Regions from separate parts of the Mus musculus genome. Here regions 1, 2 and 3 are each linked to region 4. Evidence: chromatin contacts called from public promoter capture Hi-C data. All regions are on one chromosome and are shown on one strand. The core of a region is the stretch at or near the end of the contact, and the rest is flanking DNA. Distances in the headings are between cores, read along the strand shown. Region 1 overlaps Nedd9 (neural precursor cell expressed, developmentally down-regulated gene 9). Region 2 has its middle 35 kb from the start of Gm32448. Region 3 has its middle 17 kb from the start of Gm32448. Region 4 overlaps Gm32184 (a long non-coding RNA gene).

Region 1 (3,006 bases), core at 420-2,919, 250 kb after region 4:
GAGCTTTGGGCTTAAAGATTGATTTATTCAAAATACACAGATACTAGTAGGTTTAGAATTGATTCATTTCTTGTAGTAATGTCCAAGTAGACACAGCAGAGTTTAGATACTTAGGAAAATGCCAAGTTTAAAAAAAAAAAAGAAAGAAACATATGATGTATTCATCAGCTTTTTATCACCATTACTGAATCCTTGAGACAGCTACCTTCATAAAGAGACAATATTTATTGCTTAATCTCTCAGTTTTGATAGTCCCAGAGCCTGCCTCTGGCATTAGATCAGTTGTGGCAAAGGCCAGCTGTCATCACCTCTTTTGGTAGGCACTCTCCCGATCACCTCAGACCTGCCATTAGCAGGGGGTGTGGAATACTCAGACCATCCCCAAACCACATGGCTAGGGAGCACCACAGGACTAGGGAGCACCACAGGACTAGGGAGTACCACATGTTAGAGTCTCAACCCAGAACAATTTGAGTTGAGTAGAAATGCATTCCTTAATCGGTGAATATTGAGCATCTTTTGTAGTTTTGATACTTGTGTGATACAGTGGTAAACTAAAGACTAAATAGAGCTCTCAGAGCAGTTACGATGCAGTGAGGGAACAGTACAATACCAGGTAAGGTGTGTGTGTGTGTGTGTGTGTGTGTGTGTGTGTGTGTGCCAGGAAGAGAATCTTGACACTTACTTACAGGGCAATGGCTAAGCCAACAATGATGGGTTTTTGTGCCCATTAAAAGGGAAGGCTTTCCTCTTTCATTTGTCAGAAAGTCCCAATGGTTCCTTCAAGGCTTGCTAGTAAGAATAGACTAATTTTATACAATGAGAAAATATCTCCAGATTATCCAGATTATAAGAGTAAGGGTAAAGTTGGACACCAGAAAGAGCTTGAGACTCTATGGACACAAAATATAGATGAATTTACAAATCTATGTTGTGTCAAATAGTATTTGCTAGCATGATACTTTTTTCTAAGTACGTCTTTTTTAAAAGAGTTATCATTTTTGTTTTATGTTTATGAGTGTATTGCCTGTGTATATGTATGTGCACCGCATATATGCCTGGTACCCAAGGAAGCCAGAAGAGGGAGTTGGGTTCCCCGGAACTGGAGTTAAGGACAGTGGTAAGCCACCTGTGTGGCTTCTGTAAGAAGTCTCTTACCAATGAGCCATCTCTCCAGTCCTTGGAACCTCTATTTATTTTCCCAAGGGGCCAGGGGAAGAAAGATTTATTCTTGAATTCCTCAACAATGAATTCATTTTCTAATCATCTATTATACATATGTGTGTTTTTAACAAAAACACATCTCAAGGGCACACAATCCAAGTTCTGTCTGATAGGAGAAATTCTCTGAGAAGTGGTGAAGGGCTTTCCCACTTAAGTTCACTCCCCAGGACAGGGATCCTGGCTACAGGCCATCGACAGAGCATGTGACCTTGCAAAGCCCTTCTCGCCCCAGTGATTTCAGCTCCTGAGGGAGTGCCAAGCCTGGCCTCTGTCCCCCAGAGAGGAAAAGAACAGTTGGAAGGTGTAACTATAAATAAGTAACTCTCATTCTTAGTCTCGGTGGCTTGAGCAACTTAAAAATAGTTCTCCCTCGTCTGAGCTGGTTCGAGGCAGACAGAGGAGGCCAGTACGGGAAGTGCTTGGCTGAAAGGTAGAGGGACCTTACTCTTGTCATAGTTTATTTTGGCAGGAAGGTGACATGTTTTCCTTTGACTCAACCTTTTCAGTTCCATGTCTGGGAAGCCTGATGCTTCAGACCCCTCGTTCCCCCCTTGCTTGTGTTATAGCTGATGGCGTTCTTCCCCTTGGCTCTCTCCTGGTCTCCACTGATGTCAGGGGCTGAGGCCCTCAGGTGGCTCGGGTCCCTCCGCATACTGTTTCCTTCTGTGACTTCTGCACCTCAGAGCCTTCTGTGTTTAGCAAAGGGCAGGCCAGCCCTGAAGTAATAAGCCAACCTTTAACAAGCCCTGCCAGCCCTTATGCAGTGCAGACCAAACAAGACACTCCCATCACCTGAAGCTTGCACAGCTGGCAGGGGCTGCCTAGTACGGACTAAAGCTAGAAAGGACAGGGAAGGTGACCCTAGCCCTTCCCTGCCATGCACCAGGGTCCTCTGTAACAAACCCTGTGAGTGAGTCTTCGCGCCATTGAGAGTTCAGGTTTCCTGCTTCCAGTCCCTTCTTCCTTTTCTTTCCCTCCCTCGTTCACCGCTCTTCTTCCTTCTCCTTTGTCCACTCCTCCTCTCCCTTCCTCTCCTCATCTCTCCTTCCTTTTATCCCCTCGCTTCCCCATACCCTCCTCTCCTTCTTGTTCACCCACTTTCCTCCCTCTCCTTCCCACTTCCCTTCCTGATTTTCTCCATTTCCTCCTCTCTCTCTCTTCCCCTCTCCTCTCTCCCTCCTTTCTTTCTTGTTAAATTTTCTTTCCTGATGGAGGTGGTGGCAAGGGTCACCTCTTACATGACTGTAACCTCCCAGGCAGTAATAACTGCTTTAAGAATTTGGCCACTGGGGCTGAAGAGATGGCTCAGTGGTTAAGAGCACAGATTGCTCTTCCAGAGGTCCTGAGTTCAATTCCCAGCAGTCACATGGTGGCTCACAACTGTCTGCACCGAGATGTGATGCCCTCTTCTGAAGATAGCAACAGTGTATTCATATATAAAAATAAATTTAAAAATTTTTTTAAAAATTTAATTTGACCACCAAATCCCTTGCTGTAGTATAGTAACTCCCAGTGGACAGGAATCCTAATGACTTAAGTCAGACCCCAATCTCAGTGGCCAAGAGAACAGATGTGGGTTTTGTCAGTAGTTATTGTTTCTTATCTTAGAAGTTTTGCCGGCTTGCTAAATAACTAACTCATTTTCTCTTCTAACTTCCTGTCTGTAAACAGTGACAAACTAAGGCCTGGATGAGTGTCCCCAGTAGCTCTAGCTATGGTTTCTAAAAGCTGTCTAAGGAAAATGAGGACTCAGTGGTAACTTGTTCTGAGCTTGAAGAATTG
Region 2 (3,036 bases), core at 137-2,636, 140 kb after region 4:
GAGGCAGGAAGGATGCTAGAGTTGTCAGGGGGTCACAGAGATTAGAACTGGATCTGGGTAAAAAGCGTGACATCCATTAATGTGGTTTTCATCCTCAAGACTGGGAGGTCGTTTGGTTGCAAATATCCTGGGAAGGATCTCAAAACTGCCCACACCTTCCAGAAGGATAACAGAACTAGATTGACTTCAATAAAAGAGACCATGTAATAAAAGTGCCAGGTTTCTATGTGTTGGCTTGGTATGGATAGGTTTGTTTGACCTAAAACTACATCAGCATTGGGCAGTGTCGATCGATTCATGCTGACTAAGGTTCTGATTAAGACAACTTCTACTTGTTGGAAGTCATCCAGCCTTACTTGATGTGATTGTCCTGAAGCACCAAGAACTGTGTGAGGACCTTACAGCGATGACAGAAAGGCTGGGGAAGTCTCAGTCTTTTTCTTCAAAAGAAGTTGAGACCCAGCAGCACTGACTGGCTTGTTGGAGGTCATACAAGTGGTGTCTTTTGGCTGCCGTGACCATGCCATGACCAGGACAGTTCCCACCGTACCCTGTTGTCTTGGCATAATTATCACTCTAAATCCTTGTTGTTCTAGAAGGAGTTCTAGTTTGGAGGAAGAGTTTGATGTCCCTCTGTCTCAAACACAATGCCTTCTAGCTATGAATTCATCACTTTTCCCCTTACACAACTCCATCCCTTCTTTCTTTTTTTGTGGTTCTCAAAATGGCCCCTCCTGTCTGAGGCCATCTGTCATGCTTTTGCAAATTAGTCATTCTCAAAGTTTGGGTGACTGTAAGTGACAATCCAAGTCCAGATTTCCTAAACCATGGGTCCCTTTGTTCTCAAGAGGATAAAACAAGATAACCACAGGGGTGGGATCAGCCAGGCACCCAGCAGCCCAAGCCTTGACAACCTTAGACAACCATCTCTGTGCTCCTAGGTTCTTGGTGACAAAGGCTGGGGTAAGTAGATGGTAGCACAAATGAGACTTTTATACGGCTTTTATTTTGTTTTGTTTTTAATGAAATACACACAGGGTTGAAGAGAAATTCACTATAAAATCCCACCCATTGGGCTCTGAAAGTCCCATATGTCCGATGACTCAACATGAAACTCATAGGCTGGTAATACTTTGAAATCCTCTGTGAACAATAAAAGCTAAGCATGAGAAAGGAAGGGTTTCACATATACACAAGGAAAAGGAAGACAAAAAGAAAGAAAAAAATCAAAGATCCTTTCTCATCTGCCCAGTGGAGTGGAAGACACCAGTGTCCTGAATCTATTTATTAATGCCACCCTCATGAATGTCCTACATGTAATATAACTTGGCGAAGTTTCTATAATAATGAGCCAGGAAGAGCCAGCTGTGAGCTGGGAACACCCACAGCTGTGTGCTTGGCTCACTGCAGTTGTAGTGCCGATGAAGCAGAACTTCTGATAACCAAGGTCTATGGGACGTGGGAGCAACGTGTTAAAACGAAAACCCATTCTATATAGAATGGGAAGATAAAAATGAATCCTTTATAGCCTAAGGGTCTTGGTAATGCTGCTTAATTAAAAGGGTGATGTACAGATGAATCTCTTCCTAATGAGCAGCCTTCCTGACAGCCTTGGAAATAATTACACAGCAAACATTATTTAATCCAGGCTCAACAACACAGTCTTTGCTGCCAGCAAACTTGGGTTTGACCAGTGTCTACTGACAGCGAGGAGGTGAGACCTTGAGTGAACCTCTAAACCTCAGTTAGCTTCATCTTTCCAACTGCACAATAAAGACACTGGTCCTTACCAATAGATCCTACTGTTATTGAAAGGGCGAAGGGATAAATAGTACATACATAAAGTGCGCAGCATTGAGTCTAGCTCAGGCGCACCACTCTTATTATTTAAACAACCATAACTTTGGAGATCAAGTGCCAAGTATTGCATAAGACAATGGGGCCTCACAAATGAGTCAAAAGGTCTGTCTGCAGGCAGGATCTTGTAGCCCGGGGCAGTGGCTGATAAACACGTGGATATTAATATGGGGATTCTAAAGTAGAATAAGGTAGAAAAGATCAATGTGTAGATGCTGATTTACTGATTTGTTTACTGACTTACTTAAAGCTCGGCCTATCTGCTGAGCATGATGTCACCTGCTACCTGAAACAGAATGGCCTGGAGAAATAGCTGAGACAGTGGGTCATTGTCCTTAAGCTGCTGACCGCCATGTCCGAGTCTGTAAAACCTCACCTGCTTGGCCTCCCCACCTTGTGTTTTAGAGTATAAAATGAGAATACAGACTGGACCCAGGATTGAAGCATCTCCGTTCTGCCACTCTCTCGGGTCCCAGAGCATATGGTCTTGAAAGATCCCCCCAACAGTTCCCCCCAACAGGCAGAGGGGAAAGTGTATTTAGAATGGTGATGCTGACGTTTCTTAGCGGTTGCTACTTGGGTTCACTTTTGAAAGAAACATGGATAAAGATTCTCCACATACAGAGAAAGATGATTGTAAGATCTGTGCTACTGACGGACTTTTCGCTAAGTGGATGGAAAAGGCAATGGACAGCTAGGCTCCGGCTCAGCTCTTGAACACATTGTGACTCACTCTAAGAGGGGAAATAAAGCTTACTATTGCTTAGTTTTATCTACCAGCCCCCCCCCCCCCACAGAGCTGGGGACACCATGGAATTGGGAAGCATGAGTTTCTGAGGTCCAAGCAGCTGATCTGTGCTCACTCGGTCATTAGTGGTCATGATCTACCGAGAACATTGCCCATGATGGAGGAGGAGCTGCCTCTTCAGGCTTCTCCCAGAATTCCTGCTTTTCTGAAAGCAGAGATTGTTCTTTTGGAAGTTTCAGTACACACTTTAACCACCCCCATTGTGTGTGTGTGTGTGTGTGTGTGTGTGTCTGTCTGTCTGTCTGTCTGTGTGTGTCTGTCTGTGTGTGTGTGTCTGCCTGACTATAACTGTCTCTGTGTGTGTCTTTCTGTCTGTCTGTCTGTTTCTGTGTGTCTGCACATGTGTCTGTCTGTGTTTCTGTGTGTCTGTG
Region 3 (2,910 bases), core at 250-2,749, 160 kb after region 4:
TTTCACTGTGCTTATGTGCATTTGATGTATGTGTTGCATGCATGCATGTGTGTGTATGTGTGTGTGTGTGTGTGTATGTTTCTGACAGACATTGTTGGAAACTAGAAAATAAAATCACACAAGATAGTGCATTTTTTTCCAATAATAAATCTGGAACATCCCTCCACTCCCCAAAAATGAGGTGTTTAAGATAAGAGTACACATTATAGTCCTATATATTTAAGAACTATAGCTTACACCAAGAAGCTAGTAAATAAAACTTCTCTCTGGCTTCAGGACTATTGGGGCAGTTGCAGCCTCACATTGGACTATGTAACACCAATGGTCCCCGGTCCAGCCTCCCATCCGAGCCTTCCATCCCATGTTTCAAGAGCTTTGGTACCCTGGCCATGCACCTCCCAGCCCTCTAGTCTACTTTTACCTTATAACCCTCTGCCCCAGGAAGGTGAGCCAGTGGTAAAGAGCTGGAAGTAGGCGAGGATCACTGCGCTGGAATGACTAATGTCCTATTACTCCGCACATGGTCTTTAAGAGAAAGCATGATCAATACATTGACACTACCTCTTGGCCACAGACTCATTCAGAAAGTGCTAGAAGAAATTCAGAATCCAAACCCTAAGACCCTATCCAGAGTCATCCTGGCCTGGACGTAAGGGCAGCACTGCCTTTTAAGTGTAAAGAAAAGACAGCAGAGAACCTAGTCGTACGTGGCTACAGTCTCAGCTGGGCCTGGGGCTGAGGGAGACAGACAATAAGCTCCAGGCCAGCAAGCCCTAGGAACTTAGTGAGGACTGATTCAGAAAGAAGGAAAGATGACTGGAAATAGGACGTATTTGTAAAACATTCCCCTAGAATGCACGAGGCCCAAGGTTTAATCTCCAGTGCTAGAAGGAGAATTTTAAAAGTACGTGCAGGGGGGATTTCATTTTAAACACCCAGAGTGCCAGCATCACTGCATGCCTTCATTTGGGTGTCAAGTATGTTTCTTACAATTTAGGAAGCTCTACTTTTGTTCTGTATCGACATATGTATTTTGCATTTACACACACACACACACACACACACACCCCTACACATACAAATATAATTATATAATTCCTAGCACTGTATACTATGACTTCCCCCAAGCACAGCTCAACCCTAAATGATTGCCTTGTAAACACAGTTTGGCAGTTGAAGTCCTTGCAGATGTGAGGATCTACAGGGGAATGAACAGGATGCTGGGAACCTACCTGCAACTCCCCGCTGGGTATCAGCTCCCTTGGGGTAGAGAAGCTTGGTTGATCATGCATGGGGTCTGCAGAACACAGGAGTCATGGGCTCTTGTCCCCTTGCCTTGCAAGTGTCTCAGAGGAAAATTCCCTCCCCACCTCCTCGCCAAGACGAGAAAATACTGTGCTAAGAAATCCAAAATTACAGGAGGCTGTTCCCACCCATGGAGAAGCAGTAGGGACCAACTCCCATTGCCCTCTGCTTGGATTGGAAAGCTTGTCTTCCTCCTTCGAGAAGCTGGGTGGGGTTAGGAGAAAGTTGGCTTACCAACTACTGTGTGCCAGACCCATTCCTCCTCAACTTTCTGCTCTAACGCCTACTTCATTTTGATTTTGTTCTTGACAGGGGAACCTCTTTTTAATATTTTCCATAAATACAAACAGAGAGAGAGAGACAGAGAGTGTGTGTGAGACACACACAGAGACAGACAGACAGACACACACACACACAAATTAAAACTGATACCTACAGCTGTGAGGAAATGAGAGAAAAAAAGTGAAGTATTGGCCAGCACCAGCCCTCTGAATGCCCAGTTCATTCTTCCAAATAAAAAAAATAATAAAATAAAATTCAAGCTTTGCATCTCAGCTATTTTAAAAACCACATTTCCAAAATATTGCTTTTCCCTCTTTGTGAGGGAAATATGAAAAACACATGGCTTGAGTGATCCTTGCAAGCTACTAGCAACAGGTAAAACAGGAACTGGGGGTGGCTTCAAATAGATAAACACAGAAATATGCTAAGTTGGTTTAAAGGAGGATCGCAAGATGAGGAGGAAGGTGTGAAAGAGCGGAAAGCAAGTCTAAAGCCCTGGATTATAGATGGCGTAGAGCCCTTGATGAGAAAACTTATAATGTGCCTACTACTCAAGCCACACCTAATTTCCATCTTCTTTCTTCTTTTGTTCTCTCTTGGCATACTGCATATGTGGCCAAGGTACCTATCACTACACAACTCACTTTGCACAACTAGACTGTGAGCTGCCTAAGGGCAGGACCGAGTTATATGTATCTTTGACATTTAAGTAGATATAGCAAGAACTTGCTATGGCTTTGTGCATACATGAATAAATGAGTGGTGGATTCCATTCACTGTGCTGTGGATTTAACTTCCCCTGACATCTGTGATGTGACCCTTCAAATGACAGAAATGTCTCGACCCATTCCAGAGTTTTACATGTTTTTGCATTTCTAACTTGTGTCTTCAAGGCTAGTGAAGTGTGAGTCTCCAGCACCAGACGCTGGCGGAGAAGCACGGCAGAGTTGTTCATGGGGAGATATGACAAGGAGGAAACAGGCCAGCAGACTGCAGCCCTGGGACTGTCCTGGAGATCCAGAGTGCCAACGCTCCTCAAGAGAAAATGTGGGCGAGGGTGAGTCCTGACAGAAAACACAATTTTGTGATTGTCTTTTTCTCTAGTGTCACAGGGATCTATTCCTCTCACACCGTGTGACGAATGATGTGCCAAGCCTGGAATTGATATCTGGAGAGAAAACATTAATTATAGGACATCAGATGTTGCTCTGGTGGGCGGTTTTTTCATATAGATAGGCTGCTGTGCACATGGAATTTTCTTCCAACCAGAAGTCTTTGTTGCTGTCATCTGGATACAAGTGGGACATAGGAGAGCAGGTGCTT
Region 4 (3,194 bases), core at 226-2,725:
TCTGTTTCTTCTTTTGGAAGGGTCTGAAAGTCGCTGAAGGAAGTCCCCAGACTCAGATAGTATGCAAAAACAGAGAACATTTATTCTGCAGAAACCAGCATGCAGGGGTCAACTGTTCTTGGAAATGGCGAGCCCAGACAAAGGCAAGCAGGCCTTCTTAAAGGGAATTAGGGAAATTTTCTAGAAGGATTAGGTAATCTAAACTTTCATTAGTGGGTGCTAGGGGGTCACAGATAGTCAGTGGTCTGCATTCCTATGTCGTGAATATTTAACCATGGGGTGAGATAGGGCTGCCCAGCACAGATTCTGAGATAAGATATTCTCCCATTCGTGTGGTTAGCAGCAAGCTCTTCCTTGGGAGGGGGTTTTATGACCTTGTTCCTGGATTTTATGGTCTGTTCCCTTATGGCCTAGTTCCTGGGACTTATGATCTGTTCCTGGAGCTGGCGCCTTATGGTCTTCTTTTCAAATTCAGGCCTGGTCCTTAAAGGGAAACAAATGGAGTTTATGTTGTCCTTTCAGTTTTTTATTTGGGGAAGGGAGTTTGAGACAGGGGTTCTGTAGGTAGCTTTGGCTGGATCACTGTGCACACCAGGGTACCTCAAACTCTCAGAGATCTGCCTGCCTCTGCCTCCTGAGTGCTGGGATTAAAAGCCTGTGGCACCAGACCACCCTTCTGCTCTCTCTCTCTCTCTCTCTCTCTCTAAAGATCAGTGCTTAAATGTATATCACATGTATATTAAGATATCTTTACTAAATTCCAACTCAGCACCATAAACTGGCCTGTCCTCTGAAGTTGTTTTCTTCATTGAAGTGATGAATCTTGGTTTAGCACAAGTAGAGGTCCCAAAACATGTTAGGGTAACTCCTTGATCTGCTGCGGGTGATGCTGGGCTTCCTGACAACGTCCCCACAAATGCTGACAATTTTCTTTTGTGGTTTTGATTCCACTGTTAAGATGTTTCTATTTGTTCATTCATTGTAAGTGTTCCTTTGAGTCCGCACACTGGTTATAATAGCACTTTATATCCTTAAATGTTAATTCCTGTGTCTGTGTCTTCATCCTATCACACTTGCCTTTTAAGACAAATTGTGTTTAGTGACATTTTCCTGTGTCTCTCTAAGTCTAGAAATGCGGAGTCCTTTGGACTGTAGTGTGAATTATCATTTGGATCAGTTGGCGCATAGTGTGACTGATTTTTAGGACTGGTTTCTGTTCAGTCAATCTGTGTGTGTTGATTTTTTGTTTTTACTCTTTGAAGCAGGGTTTTGTGTATCACAGGTGAGCTCAAACTCACTATATAGCTAAGGAGGGATCCTGAACTTCCAGTTTTTCTGCCTCTACCTATTGATTGCTGGGACTACAGGCCTGTATGGTATACCATCGACATTTATGTGGTATGGCATGAACCCAGGCCTTCACACACACTAGGCCATCACTCTACTAACTGGGCTAAATCCCCAGCCCTGTTTTTGACGTAAGGCAAGCAATTAGTTTCACTTTCATTTGATCACCGGCTATGTTTTTCCTGAAATGGGACAGCTTGAAACTCTGTTTAGTTCTTGCAGACTTAGCTGGCCTGTCCGACGTCCTCTCTATGCACAGATAGTAACAGAATGAACCCAGTCTGGGCCAGGCTAATCTACAGGACACCCTGCCCATGTGGTGGCCAGGGCTTCTTCCTGCCCAGACTTTCTCTTCTCCTTCTCCAGTTACCATGGTTTCCCAAATCCTGTTCCATAGCCAAGTCAGTAAGACTGGATTTCTTTTAGAATTTTACCCACTGTGACTAAGGCCCACCCGCAGACAAATATTTGTGTCAAAAAAGGAATCATCCTGCACCATTTCCTTCTTTCAAGTATAAATGTATTTCCAGCTTCTTTCAAACCTGTTGGTGTCTTCAGATTCTTGTAACTTCTATTTTGTGTTGAGATTATAGTCACCATCTGGCAATGGGCTGACCTGATAAAAGCGACTTCTTAATTACTGGAAACTAACTCGAAGTAACATTTTATTTACCAAGAAGTTAGTACTTTATTAATTTTTCTCACTAACTAAATGTAGTAGGCACCTGGTATTTATACTACATAAAATAATTTTCTCTACCCCCAAAATATTTATTAATTTATTTATTAATCACTCACTTCTGAGCATATTCCATGTCATAAGCACTGGTTGCATAAAAGTAGGTGAATTTCAGCCTTCTCTGACTCAGAGTCTAACGATGTACTGTATGTTACCAGTAATTGCCAGCTCGCACTTGGTGAATTATAGGTCCAAGGATATATATGGTTTCTGCTGCTACTGTTTTTATTTAAAGACAAGCCAAACAGCTCTAGACATGACTTCAAAGCGACTGCAGAATCAAATGTCAGTACATGCAGCCCCTCCCTTTTCCAAGAGAGTCAATGGCTCCAAAGAAATGGATCTGGCAACAAGCTTGACTACCTGCACATTTAGACAACTGAAAATAGTAAATCGCAGCTGTCAGGATATCAACCGTGAACTTCAGAAACGTTTCTGCCTAATAACATCTGGACAGGCAGCCTATATTTCCTTTTAAATAGCTTTAGAACTGAAGGCCTTAATATATAAAGTGAAAATGATTTAGTAACTCTCTCTGTCCTCCACCCAGTTCCGCAGTGATAAAAGAAGCCCACGTCTCTGTAAACAGTCACAGGAACATAATGATTTATTAGCATTCCAATTTCTGCCTTCTGTTTCTTTTCATGTCTTGACAATTCATGTCATAACTCCCTTAGTTGGCAGACGTAATGAGCAGATCTTTAAACCTGACACACTCCCTTATTTAAAAGCTACAAGCTATTTGTTCTGATGGAATTTTTATGACATACATTTACTGATACTTCAGTACATTCTAGGTCAGCGGTTCTCAACCTGTGAGTCAAAATCACTTTGGGGTGGGGGGGGGAACACATATCAGATATTCTGTGTATCAGATATTTAGATTATGATTTGTAATAATAGCAAAATTGAAATTATGAAGTAACAACAAAACAACTTCATGTTGGGGTCACCCCAACACGAGGAACTGTATTAAATGGTCAAAGCATTAGAAAACTTGAGAACCACTGTTCTAGATATTGGTTCAAAAGGGAACCTCAAAGTTGAAAAGATAGAGTCCCTTTCTCTAATGAATTGTATTTTAGTTAATATATTCTATAGAGAAATA

What was found. Promoter capture Hi-C pulls out the DNA fragments that hold promoters and counts their contacts.
Region 1: a contact with region 4 is called in a promoter capture Hi-C map of pre-B cells. The contact joins two enhancer-like sites. A contact is called at or near these places in 5 of 39 promoter capture datasets (the C10 cell line, the HPC-7 cell line, liver and 2 more), 1 of 15 datasets of contacts at CTCF or cohesin (large pre-B cells), 5 of 484 Hi-C or Micro-C datasets (the C2C12 cell line, bone marrow-derived macrophages, conventional dendritic cells and 2 more), 16 of 115 datasets of contacts at active chromatin or transcription factors (the 230-238 cell line, the NIH/3T3 cell line, bone marrow-derived macrophages and 11 more) and 1 of 9 other capture datasets (embryonic stem cells).
Region 2: a promoter capture Hi-C map of the C10 cell line shows a contact between it and region 4. The contact joins two enhancer-like sites. A contact is called at or near these places in 6 of 39 promoter capture datasets (the 3T3-L1 cell line, the C10 cell line, liver and 3 more), 1 of 15 datasets of contacts at CTCF or cohesin (large pre-B cells), 20 of 484 Hi-C or Micro-C datasets (B cells, CD8 T cells, the HL-1 cell line and 14 more) and 3 of 115 datasets of contacts at active chromatin or transcription factors (acute myeloid leukemia, embryonic fibroblasts and embryonic stem cells).
Region 3: a promoter capture Hi-C map of pre-B cells shows a contact between it and region 4. The contact joins two enhancer-like sites. A contact is called at or near these places in 4 of 39 promoter capture datasets (the 3T3-L1 cell line, the C10 cell line, maxillary cranial neural crest and 1 more), 1 of 15 datasets of contacts at CTCF or cohesin (large pre-B cells), 13 of 484 Hi-C or Micro-C datasets (CD4 T cells, CD8 T cells, the HPC-7 cell line and 9 more) and 1 of 115 datasets of contacts at active chromatin or transcription factors (large pre-B cells).

What each region holds. Positions count from the first base shown.
Region 1 is chr13:41,334,959-41,337,964 of GRCm38.p6, reverse strand. The region is part of intron 2 of Nedd9 (neural precursor cell expressed, developmentally down-regulated gene 9); the gene reads left to right. Among named protein-coding and RNA genes, the nearest start is that of Nedd9, 23 kb to the left of the region's middle. Within about 2 kb of position 1,669, at least 71 of the 459 cell types and tissues checked have an H3K27ac peak or open chromatin away from gene starts, as enhancers often do. A contact at or near this core is called in intestinal villus epithelium, liver, pre-B cells and 1 more, where this site is marked.
Region 2 is chr13:41,443,316-41,446,351 of GRCm38.p6, reverse strand. It overlaps a transcript of Nedd9 not described here. Among named protein-coding and RNA genes, the nearest start is that of Gm32448, 35 kb to the right of the region's middle. Within about 2 kb of position 1,386, at least 18 of the 459 cell types and tissues checked have an H3K27ac peak or open chromatin away from gene starts, as enhancers often do. A contact at or near this core is called in CD8 T cells and Th17 cells, where this site is marked.
Region 3 is chr13:41,425,595-41,428,504 of GRCm38.p6, reverse strand. It overlaps a transcript of Nedd9 not described here. Among named protein-coding and RNA genes, the nearest start is that of Gm32448, 17 kb to the right of the region's middle. Within about 2 kb of position 1,499, at least 20 of the 459 cell types and tissues checked have an H3K27ac peak or open chromatin away from gene starts, as enhancers often do. A contact at or near this core is called in pre-B cells and pro-B cells, where this site is marked.
Region 4 is chr13:41,582,217-41,585,410 of GRCm38.p6, reverse strand. All of the region lies in intron 1 of Gm32184 (a long non-coding RNA gene), which reads left to right. Among named protein-coding and RNA genes, the nearest start is that of Tmem170b, 22 kb to the left of the region's middle. Within about 2 kb of position 1,475, at least 99 of the 459 cell types and tissues checked have an H3K27ac peak or open chromatin away from gene starts, as enhancers often do. A contact at or near this core is called in CD8 T cells, Th17 cells, intestinal villus epithelium and 4 more, where this site is marked.